Regions from separate parts of the Sus scrofa genome. Here region 1 is linked to region 2. Evidence: chromatin contacts called from public Hi-C data. All regions are on one chromosome and are shown on one strand. The core of a region is the stretch at or near the end of the contact, and the rest is flanking DNA. Distances in the headings are between cores, read along the strand shown. Region 1 overlaps ADAM11 (disintegrin and metalloproteinase domain-containing protein 11). Region 2 overlaps EFTUD2 (116 kDa U5 small nuclear ribonucleoprotein component).

Region 1 (4,965 bases), core at 1,802-4,301, 63 kb before region 2:
GCTTCGCTGCCTCTGATCAGCCTCAGTTTCTCATTTGAGAAAGGGGTTCTTCAGGGCGTCTAGCTTTGCTCCTCCAATCATTAAAGCAGTATTTATAATCTGGCTGGCGTTCCCGGTGCTTGGCCTGGTTCCTGGTATGTGCTAGGGATCACAGTGGATAATAATATCATTTTAACATCTAAGTCCTATTACATGCCAGGCATTTAGAAGTCCCAGCCCTGTGAAGTAGGTGCAGGGAACTGAGGGAGAGTAGAGAGGCTTTGGGACCTGCCAATCCATACCTCTTGTCCTTGAGCCTTTGGCACCCTTCATTCCTCCCTGGGGCAGACCTCAGTCCTGGGGCAGCACTACTCAGTCCAGCCCCTCTCTCCGCAGTGTCCCCCTAACCTCCACAAGCTGGATGGCTACTACTGTGACCATGAACAGGTATGATGGGGTGGAGCTCCTCTCCCTCTGGGTCTCTGGTTCAGTGCAGTCTCTTATGCTTAGTGACTGTCTCTTGTTTCCTGTCTCTCAGGGCCGCTGCTATGGAGGTCGCTGCAAAACCCGGGACCGGCAATGCCAGGCCCTTTGGGGCCATGGTGAGTCTGGCTGGAGATAGGAGAGGGGACTCTGGAGGACCTAGAGTTGAGAGGCTGGAGAGGGGGCGGGCTCTGGCTGAAATGCCTTCCACTGGACGTGTGGCTTCTCAGAATCTCAGGGACGCAGGTGGATTGTGGGTCCGGTCAGTGTTGGAGGTGTGGGCCTGAGGTCCCCGGTGGGTTCTGGAGTGGGTGGGGTGATGCCTGGCATCATCTCCCTACAGCGGCTGCTGATCGCTTCTGCTACGAGAAACTGAATGTGGAGGGGACAGAGCGTGGGAACTGTGGCCGTAAGGGGTCAGGCTGGGTCCAGTGCAATAAACAGTGAGTAGTCCAAGCTTCAGGCTGGGCCTCCCCCGCTTTGGGGCTGGGGCTCTGGGGCTGGGGAAGGTTTTTTCAGAGATGAGGCAGCTTGTGAGTCCCAATGGGAAGACTATGTGAAAAATCAGGGATGGCATTCCCATCGTGTCTCAGTGGAGATGAATCTGACTAGTATCCATGAAGACGCAGGTTCGATCCCTGGCCTCGCTCAATGGGTTAAGGATCGGGCATTGCCATGAGCTGTAGTATAGGTTGCAGACGTGGGTTGGATCTGGCATCGCTGTGGCCGTGGTGTTGGCTGGAAGCTACAGCTCTGATTCGACCCCTAGCCTGGAAACCTCCATGTGCCATGGGTGCGGCCCTAAAAAAAAAAAAAGAAAAGAAAAATCAGGGGCTAGGAAGAGGGCAGCTAGGAGGTCAGTAGTTGGGCCTGAGTTCAGACTTGGGGCCCGCTGTCTCCACACTCCCCCAACAGGGACGTGCTCTGTGGCTTCCTCCTCTGTGTCAACATCTCTGGAGCTCCTCGCCTGGGGGACCTAGGGGGAGACATCAGCAGTGTCACTTTCTACCACCAGGGCAAGGAGCTGGACTGCAGGTGGGGACTGAGACCGTGGCTGGGGAGGGGAGCTTGCCCTGTGGTGGAGTGTGGGGCAAGGGCAGAGGCTGGTTGTGCCATTTCTCCAGGGGTGGCCATGTGCAGCTGGCTGATGGCTCAGACCTGAGCTACGTGGAGGACGGCACAGCCTGCGGGCCCAACATGCTGTGCCTGGACCATCGCTGCCTGCCAGCCTCTGCCTTCAACTTCAGCACCTGCCCGGGCAGTGGGGACCGTCGGATCTGCTCCCACCATGGGGTGGGTACCTGGAGGCCGGGGATCATGGGAGGGGCTGACAAGAGGGGACAGGGCCCTGCTCACCTCTGCTAGCCCCACCCCATCTCTAGGTCTGCAGCAACGAAGGGAAATGCATCTGTCAGCCAGACTGGACAGGCAAAGACTGCAGTATCCACAACCCCCTGCCCACGTCTCCACCCACGGGGGAGACAGAGAGATATAAGGGTGAGGTGGAGCTGACCGGGGTGGGGCCCTCTCCTTCCTGTTCTCCATGCCTGTCCAGCCAACCAAGCCCTGCCCTCTTCCCCAGGTCCCAGTGGCACCAACATCATCATTGGCTCCATCGCCGGGGCTGTCCTGGTTGCAGCCATCGTCCTGGGCGGCACGGGCTGGGGATTTAAGTAAGACACACACACGCCCCTGACACCCCCTGGCATCCTCAGGGTTATGGGAACCCCAGGCTACTGGAGTCGAGGGGGCCTCCCTGGGAGGTCCGCTAAACCAGAGATCATGCTTCCCAAGCCAAGCCAGCCCACAGGGTCTTGTTTTAACATTTTTTAAAAAAATAATTGCTCAGATTTAAAAAAACTAGATCTTACATTAAGAATCCGGATTTCCAGAGTTTCCACTGTGGCTCAGCGGTGAATGAACCCAACTAGCATCCATGAGGCTGTGGGTTCAGTCCCTGGCCTCGCTCAATGAGCCGTTGTGTAGGTTGCATACACGGCTTGGATCCCACGTTGCTGTGGCTGTGGTGTAGGCCAGCAGCTACAGCTCCGATTCTACCCTCAGCCTGGGAACTTCCCTGTCGCAGGTGCAGCCCTGAAAAGAGAAAAATAAAAAAAGAAAGAATCCGGATATTTCCAGCTTGGTCGCAGAGTGGAGCTGAGCAGGATCTGCCCGAGTCCTCAGTCCCCAGGCCCCACACGGCTCACCGTGTTTCTACGGACATGAGTCTGGGGCCCTTGAGCTGGGCTAAGCCCTCAATGTACAAAGCAGGGTCCTGAGGCCAAGGGTCATGCAGTGAGTTAGTTGCAGTCGGGACTCAAACCCAGGACCCAACTTTGGTAGGGCTTCCTGGTAGTGCTCCTTGGGCCTGTCATTAGCTTCTAAGTCCCGACAACCCCCCCCCACCCCGTCCCCTACCAGCCCATCTCTGGGGGAGGGGTCTCCTGGGAGCCAGAAGGCCCCTCCCTGGGAGAAAGGGAAGGTCACAGGCTCCTTCCTTTTCCTTTCTCTGCGTCCTCACCTTGGCTCCTGAAGAAACATCCGCCGGGGAAGGTACGACCCGACCCAGCAGGGGGCAGTGTGACGCCGGCCACGTCATCCCTCCCGCTGTCCCTGTCTCCTCCATCTCATTCGTCACCTCGCATTCTGTCGATGGGGAGCTGGGGCTGATTCCCCCACCCTTGCTGTCACCGCTGTCACTACAGGGGTGGGAGAACCGCGCTCCGGGAAGAGAGTCCTCAACTCGCCCCCTGCCCCCTCCCCCCTCTCAGGCCTTGGTCCTTGAACTCCTGCCCTTCCTACGGCCAGAGCACTGCTGGCTGCGAGGACCCTGGAGCTGTGCCCCTGCCCCCCGCAGCCCCGGTCCCCCGGGAAGGGAACCTACCTCTGCGTCCCATCTGTTTTGTCTTTCATGTCACCGCTGTCTGACCTCCCGCCAGATCCCCTCCCTGGCCAGCCTGTGACTTGCCACCTCCAGGGCCCAGCACTGACTTCCAGGGGCCTGGCTCGGGGGGCTATCCCTCTGAGCCCTGCCTCACACCCTCTCCTGATGCCCCCTCTCCGTTCCAGGTCCGGAGGGGCCTAAGTGCCACCCCCTCCCTCCGAGCCTGGCGCACCCGCCGTCTCTGCCCTGAACCAGGAGGCTGCCCCCCACCCAGCCACGGAGGGAGGCACCATGCAAATGTCTTCCGGGCCCAGCCCTTCAACTCCTGGCCCCACAGGGGTCTGGGGCCGGGTTGTGGCCCTGCCCTCACACCACCAGGGTGGACCAGGCCTGGAGGGCAGTTCCCCCATGGTCCCCCACCCCACCTCATGAGGCTTTGGCCTTGTCCACCAATTCTCCCTGTGTGAATGTAGCTTCCATCATCATGGATTGCCACAGCTCAGGTCGGGCAGGGGGAGGGCTAGAGGGGTGCCCCCGTGGGGCAGGCAGCCACCAGTGGAGGTGGCTTGGGATGACCCCTCCTCAAAACCAGGCACTGGGACCAGGCAGCTGGAGCCCAGGGGGAGGGGGCTGCCATCTACATTTTTTTTTTTTTTTTACTGAAGCTCAACTAATGAATGTAACTTTGGGGGTGCTGGGGCCAGTTGTGGGGGTGTTTTGACATTTGCAGGGGGAACTGGAGGAGCTGAGGCCCGGCCATCCCTCGGGGCTCCCCACCCCACCCCAGGGATGGTCACACCTGGAATTTTCTCACCGGAGGAACACAGGCGTCCCCAAGCCAGCAGGGGCCTGGCCTCCCTGCTTGCCCCCTCCGCCCAGCCCTGCTGAGCTTGGAGAGAAGTTGAGTGCTGATTCAAACCAAAGCTGCCTGTTCCGTGCCCAAGGCCTATGCTTTGGGCACGGCGACCACATGTCCCAGATTGTCTTCAATTCCAAAACGACCGTCCTGCTGTCCCTGCCAAGACACGTGTTTGGGGGGGGGGCGGTCCTAGAAAATATAGTCCCTGAAATAACATGGCACCTTCCCCCTTTCAAGAAGGGTGATTCTGGGGCTGACTCAGGGTTTAGGTGGCCCCTGCTTGGCCTGAAGGTCCCAGGCTGGGCTGTCTCCCCAGGGAGTGCTCTCCCAAGGAGGGGAGGCCAGGGGGGGCCCAGTGCCTGGAGGGTTAGAGGCTCTGCCTGTGCTGTGCAAGTGGAGGTAGGAAAAGGCAGGTCTCGTGTTTGATCCTCAGCTTCTAGAAAAGTCCTCAAGGCCCTGTCCAACCCATTCTGCTCTGTAACCCCCATCCGGGGCCGAGTAGTTTACACCTGTTTTCCCCATTAGTCTCCGATCCCTGTTGCAGGCCAGCCTGAGGTTGAGGCCAGGCAGAATCCCTCAGTTCCCCCGCAAACCCACCCATGCCCGTGGCCTCGCCTCACGACTGCTCACCTGGGACAGAGAAGCTCTGGCTCCTTTGACTCTGAAAAACAGCCTGAGGAGGCGAGTTGGGAGTCAAGCTACCTTCTGGATGAAAGCCACCAGATGAACGGAGCCCCTCTTCCCGGGGATACCCCAACCC
Region 2 (5,020 bases), core at 174-2,673:
ATACACCTGATTCACACCCGAGTGGCAGCGCAGGCCTGTGCTGTGGGTGCGATCATGCTGGGTGAGTAGCTGGTGGGGTCACGGGAGAGTGGGGAATAAAAAACATTAGGCAAAATCTGGCTGTGAGTCCTGATAGTTAAGGGAGCAGAAGTTCAGTCCCTTTCCCCTCTACCAGGCTCCACACTGTGTTCCTGGTGAAGCCCTCGGCCCGAGATGAGTTTACTGGGCTCCCTGTTTATATCTCCTGTGTTCCAGGGGATGGCACCCAGTTGGTTTCATGAGTGTGTCCTAGAGGTGAGATAAGCCATGCAGCAGAACTTATGCTGAACTTTTCTGGATCAAAAGGCAGACAGCTACTCACTAGCTAGGCGACAGTGAACGAATCCCTTTCTCTGAGTCTGGGGCAATGGTCACACTCCGGCTCGCCTCCCTCACACACCGCAGGGAGGCTGCTCAGAGAATCTGTGAGAGGGCTTCGGGAACTGGCAGGCTGTTTCCCGGGCCATGTGGCCAGGTGTTTGTAGCAGCTGTTGAGACCTGGGGCGGAAAGCTGAGCAGGGAAGCTGGACTCTCCAGGGAACGGGGCATGTGTTGGCCCCTGGGAGCCTGCGGCTGTTACTCCTCTGGACACCTGGGAGAGCCCGAGGCCGGGCGGAGGTGCCAGGTCATGGGCTGTCTTTCCTTGTCCCCGACACAGGCGCTGTGTATACAATGTACAGAGACTACTGCAAGAGAGCAGCGCAGGACGCCGGGGAGAAGTAGGATTCCTCCCTGCAGGGCCCGGGGCAGCTGGAAGCTCTTCCATCAAGCCCTGGTATGCACCTAATAAAGTGGTTTTGAGGCAAATCAACAGTGTCTTCTTCACACAGGGGACAGAAGAGTAAGGCTGGTGGAGGGACTCAGAGCAAAGGGCTGGAAATCATAGTCCTGGCCCCCGGCTCCAGGGCACGGGAGACGCGTCAGGGGCAGGAGGAGGTGGAACGGACCTCTGATTCCATAGACCCAACCACTCCCAAGCGACCTCAGGACCCACCCACCAGGAGCGGGAGCTGGAGACAGTCCAGGGCACTCAATGCTGGTGGGAACACTGAATTAAGAGGCAGGCGTCCCTCCCCCTGCAGGCCGCCTCCCCGGGGAGCCAGGCCGGAAGAAGGCTACAGCTGGGAGCAAGAGGCAGTGAAGCCTCCTGGGGGCCAACATACATCCAGAACCCAAGTGCCAGGACGGGACTGTGCTGGAGGACAGGGCGGAGGGTGGGGATGAAAGTAACAGATCAAGGCAGAGGTCAGAATGTTCTGTTCACTTAAAAACCATGTCTAAGGTCAAACTTGTATTTAAAAAAAAAATCCTGAGGACAGGGCCCTGTGGGGCTCAAAACTTCCATCCCTGTCTCCTTCCCTGAGCCCAAGCTCCTCTCTGTTCTCCGGGAATGGAGCCAGGCAGAGGCCACAGTAGGGACCAGAAGGCCAAACACTCTTCCCTCTGGGGAGGGGCTCTGTGTTGGAGGCTTGGAGGCTCCTGGGTTAGGGACGACCGCCGCAGCGCCCAGACACACTCTCGCGACGTGGAGTCCAGGTCACACCAGGTCCCAGCTCGAGTCCAGGAAGCCGCCCCGCGCAGGGCACAGGAGCTGCCAGGAGTCCAGCGCTCACATGGGGTAATTGAGCACAACATCCTGCTTGGCGAGCTCCAGCAACATAGGATCATCGAAGAACTTGCTGATGCTCACGTCCTCACTCAGGCCCTGCAAAGTGGGGGCGAATGCAAGCAATGAGCCCGGGTGGCGGGGGACTGACCTGTGCTTGAGCTGGGGGTCAGGTCGGGGGGTGGGGGGGATGTCAGCCGAGCTTATTTCTGGAGCCCTGCCTTCAGGGTGTCATCAGGGGGAGAAGAAGGCTCTCCCTTCCTGGCCAGACTGGGCCTCAGGTCCAGCTGGCTGATGCCTACACAGACGGTGTCTCTCCATGCTGTGGGGTAAACTGCTCTCAGTCTTTAGAGAAAGGCCAAAAGGCAAGAAATGAACTGATCTAACTCCTGCCAAGACCCCTGGGGGTGAGGGGACGGCCATGGGCCCGAGGGGCACGTACCTTCCTGCGACGGGTTTTGATCATGAACTCTCGGGCCAGGTGAGGAGCTGGCTGTGGCTCCAAGGGGCGGATGACAATGCTCTTGTCCAGAGGATCACCGGGTACGATCTGAAAGGCAAAGTGGTTTCAGATGTTCCAGGCCGACCTCCCAGACTCAGGCCTAGAAGCAGGACTCTCCCCTAGGATGCTGGTAACCCCACTCAGGGCCCGGCAGGGGAAGAGGTCGGAAGGGACTGGCCCTGCAGAGGTGAGAGGCCACCCTGGGCAGCCAGTACCGTTTTCTTACCTGCCAATGGTGGAAGACAGACAAGGAAAAGGCCTGCCCCTGCGTGTGAGTCCGCAGATCAGTCTCGAAGCCAAAAGAGTCGATGGCCGGGATGAAAGCTTTGATGGTGTAGAGAGGGGAGCCAGGGATGGGAGCATCCTGAGTCACATGTCCCCTGAGACAGAAAAACAAAGGCTGAGTTCCCAGTCCTGCAGGGGTCAAAAGCAGAGAAGCGGCATACCCCCAAATGTTGACCATCAAAGAATCAGCACAAGCGTGCTAGAGAGGGCAGGGAGGGCCTGGGGCTCCAGCGAGTTCCCTGGGGAAGTCAAAGGGGCAGCGACCTCTGGGCAAGAGCGGAATGTGGACTGGACAGACACTCTCATCATGGGCACGTTCCCGTGCGTCCTCCAGGAACTGAAGAGGGGGCTCCAGGAGAAACCTCAGATTTTAAGCTGAGGTCAGGCTGGAGACGGCCTCCTTCCTTTCCTCCTCCCTTCTAAAAACCAGCTCACCAGTTTTCAGGACTGGAGAGTCTGGGGAGGCCAACCCCTCCCTCTCCCCCCAGCAGCTGAGCTGCCCCTCGCCGCACTCTCCCTAAGGCGTCTGGCTGCTCACCTGCGCCTGGCCAGGACGGTGTAGACGGCAGAGACACAGTCTGCAGGGGCCTGGACCTCTACAAAGTAGTAGGGCTCCATCAGACGAGGAGTGGCCTGCAAGAGAGTAAGAAGAAAGGGTTCCTGGATTAGAGAAGGCTGGGGACTGAGAACCTGGCGAGCGGACAGGCTGGGGGGCGACAGCCTGGGCCCATGCCCTTACCATGAGGAAGGCAGAATAGACAACTCTCCTGGCTGTGGGGATGATTTGGCCCCCGCCCCGATGCAGGGGCTCCTGGGCAACCACTGCATCCAGGATCTTAAACTTGACATTTCGAATCACTGAAAAGCAAAAAGGAGAGCTGACTTAGGAGTGGTTCTGGCAGTAGTCAAGGGCACAAGGGCAGAGCAGCACTGCAGCTGCCTCAGGGCCAAGAAAGAGCCCCCTGCAGATGCGCATTCTAGTAGCATATGCGGAGGTCAGAGGTAAGCAGATGCCCGCAGTGCTGGTTTTAGGCCACGCTCGGACAGCATAAAGTGTCCCTACACATTTTCTTTTGCAGATATTTAATTATATGGGGATACGATTAATTCTAGCAATTGTACATGTGTTCCTCCCTCAGTCCCAATCCTGGTCTATAAACCACTCCAATCCCATCTTCCTTTTTCTTTGTCTTTTTTTTGTTGTTGTTGTTGTTGTTGTTGCTATTTCTTGGGCCACTCCCGCGGCATATGGAGGTTCCCAGGCTAGGGGTTGAATCGGAGCTGTAGCCACTGGCCTACGCCAGAGCCACAGCAACTCAGGATCCGAGCCGCGTCTGCGACCTACGCCACAGCTCACGGCAACGCCGGATCGTTAACCCACGGAGCAAGGGCAGGGACCGAACCCGCAACCTCATGGTTCCTAGTCGGATTCGTTAACCACTGCGCCACGACGGGAATTCCTCTTTGTCTTTTTAGGGCTGCACCTGCAGCATATGGAAGTTCCCAAGCTAGAGGTCGAATCGAGCTATAGCCACTGGCCTACACCACAGCTCATGGCAATGTGGGATCCTTAACCCACTGAGCGAGGCCAGGGATTGAACCCTCATCCTCATGGATATTCATCAGGTTTGTTACTGCTAAGCCACTAGGGGAACTCGCCCATCTTCCTCTTGATACCCTTCCTCAAACACATCCCAGAAATGAGGAGCAAATGTCAAACTAGAGATGACGTCCATTTCTAGGAGGTACCAAGCGGCAGCAGGATAGGGAAGGAGAGGAAGCTGGCCCAGGACGTGGACTGGCCCTGTATGCCCCAAGCCACTTCTCCTGCCAGGTCCCAGAGATGAGCCCAGCCCACTACAGAGCCCCAGGTGCAAGGACCCTAGGGGACTGGGGTGGAGAAGGCAGAGGCGCTAGAGGACTTACACTCGTCACAGAGGGGCCCCTCCCTAGTTCCCCACTGGAAACCTTGAACGATGCTGTCCTTCACCGAGCCGAGAAGAGCCTTGTCCACCTGCACAAAACACGAGGGCCCTTCAGCAGTGACCCTGGCAACAGCCAAAGAGTTTAGAGGGAGGAGTGGGCAGGCACACCAGTCAAAGGGCACTCTCCTTCACCGGAAGATGCCGGATGCTCTCGGGGAAAGAACACCTTGTAGCTTCTCCCACTCGAGAGCTAGGAGACCGACGCGGCTCCCACCGCTCCCGCCGTACCTCAGAGGGCAGGGTGTCATCCACCAGGATGTTGGGGCCAGTGGCATCAGGGCCAAAAGCCCAGATGGAACGGGCAGCCAGCAGATCCCAGTCGTACTTGGTCTGGAAGAACTCGCCCAGCTTCTTCCTGGGGGAGGGAGGGGCCCGGGATGTCAGACAGTTCCGGGATTCACGGCTCCTCCACGGCTCTAGTCACCACAGCCTCGCCACACTGCACCCAGGACCGCAGAGAAGAGGAGGAGACCACACCGCTCCCAAGAGCGACGCGCTGTGGCGGAGAGCCCGCGGGGAAGCTGTCAGCGCGGGAACCCGAGCCCGTTCTCACCTGTTCCATGTGATCTGCACCACCTCGTTCTCTATGTCCTCGGCCAGGCC

The links. A called contact is a pair of places that touch in the nucleus more often than the background predicts.
Region 1: a contact with region 2 is called in a Hi-C map of fetal liver, with 1.7 times the contacts expected there. The contact joins two enhancer-like sites. A contact is called at or near these places in 1 of 5 promoter capture datasets (fetal skeletal muscle), 14 of 47 Hi-C or Micro-C datasets (adipocytes, alveolar macrophages, blood and 10 more) and 1 of 2 datasets of contacts at active chromatin or transcription factors (skeletal muscle).

What each region holds. Positions count from the first base shown.
Region 1 is chr12:18,576,422-18,581,386 of Sscrofa11.1, reverse strand. It overlaps ADAM11 (disintegrin and metalloproteinase domain-containing protein 11), which reads left to right. Exons shown (of 25, transcript XM_021066856.1): 18 at 376-426; 19 at 518-581; 20 at 806-905; 21 at 1,378-1,497; 22 at 1,587-1,755; 23 at 1,845-1,959; 24 at 2,045-2,135; 25 at 2,998-4,965. The coding sequence ends at 3,046. Among named protein-coding and RNA genes, the nearest start is that of ADAM11, 19 kb to the left of the region's middle. Within about 2 kb of position 3,051, at least 16 of the 83 cell types and tissues checked have an H3K27ac peak or open chromatin away from gene starts, as enhancers often do. A contact at or near this core is called in fetal liver, where this site is marked.
Region 2 is chr12:18,511,259-18,516,278 of Sscrofa11.1, reverse strand. It overlaps EFTUD2 (116 kDa U5 small nuclear ribonucleoprotein component), which reads right to left. Exons shown (of 28, transcript XM_003131332.4): 21 at 4,971-5,020; 22 at 4,646-4,772; 23 at 4,359-4,446; 24 at 3,172-3,290; 25 at 2,971-3,065; 26 at 2,374-2,527; 27 at 2,088-2,195; 28 at 1,286-1,744. The coding sequence ends at 1,649. HIGD1B (HIG1 domain family member 1B) reads left to right here. Exons shown (of 4, transcript XM_005668737.3): 3 at 1-61; 4 at 698-846. The coding sequence ends at 762. Among named protein-coding and RNA genes, the nearest start is that of HIGD1B, 9.4 kb to the left of the region's middle. Within about 2 kb of position 1,423, at least 10 of the 83 cell types and tissues checked have an H3K27ac peak or open chromatin away from gene starts, as enhancers often do. A contact at or near this core is called in fetal liver, where this site is marked.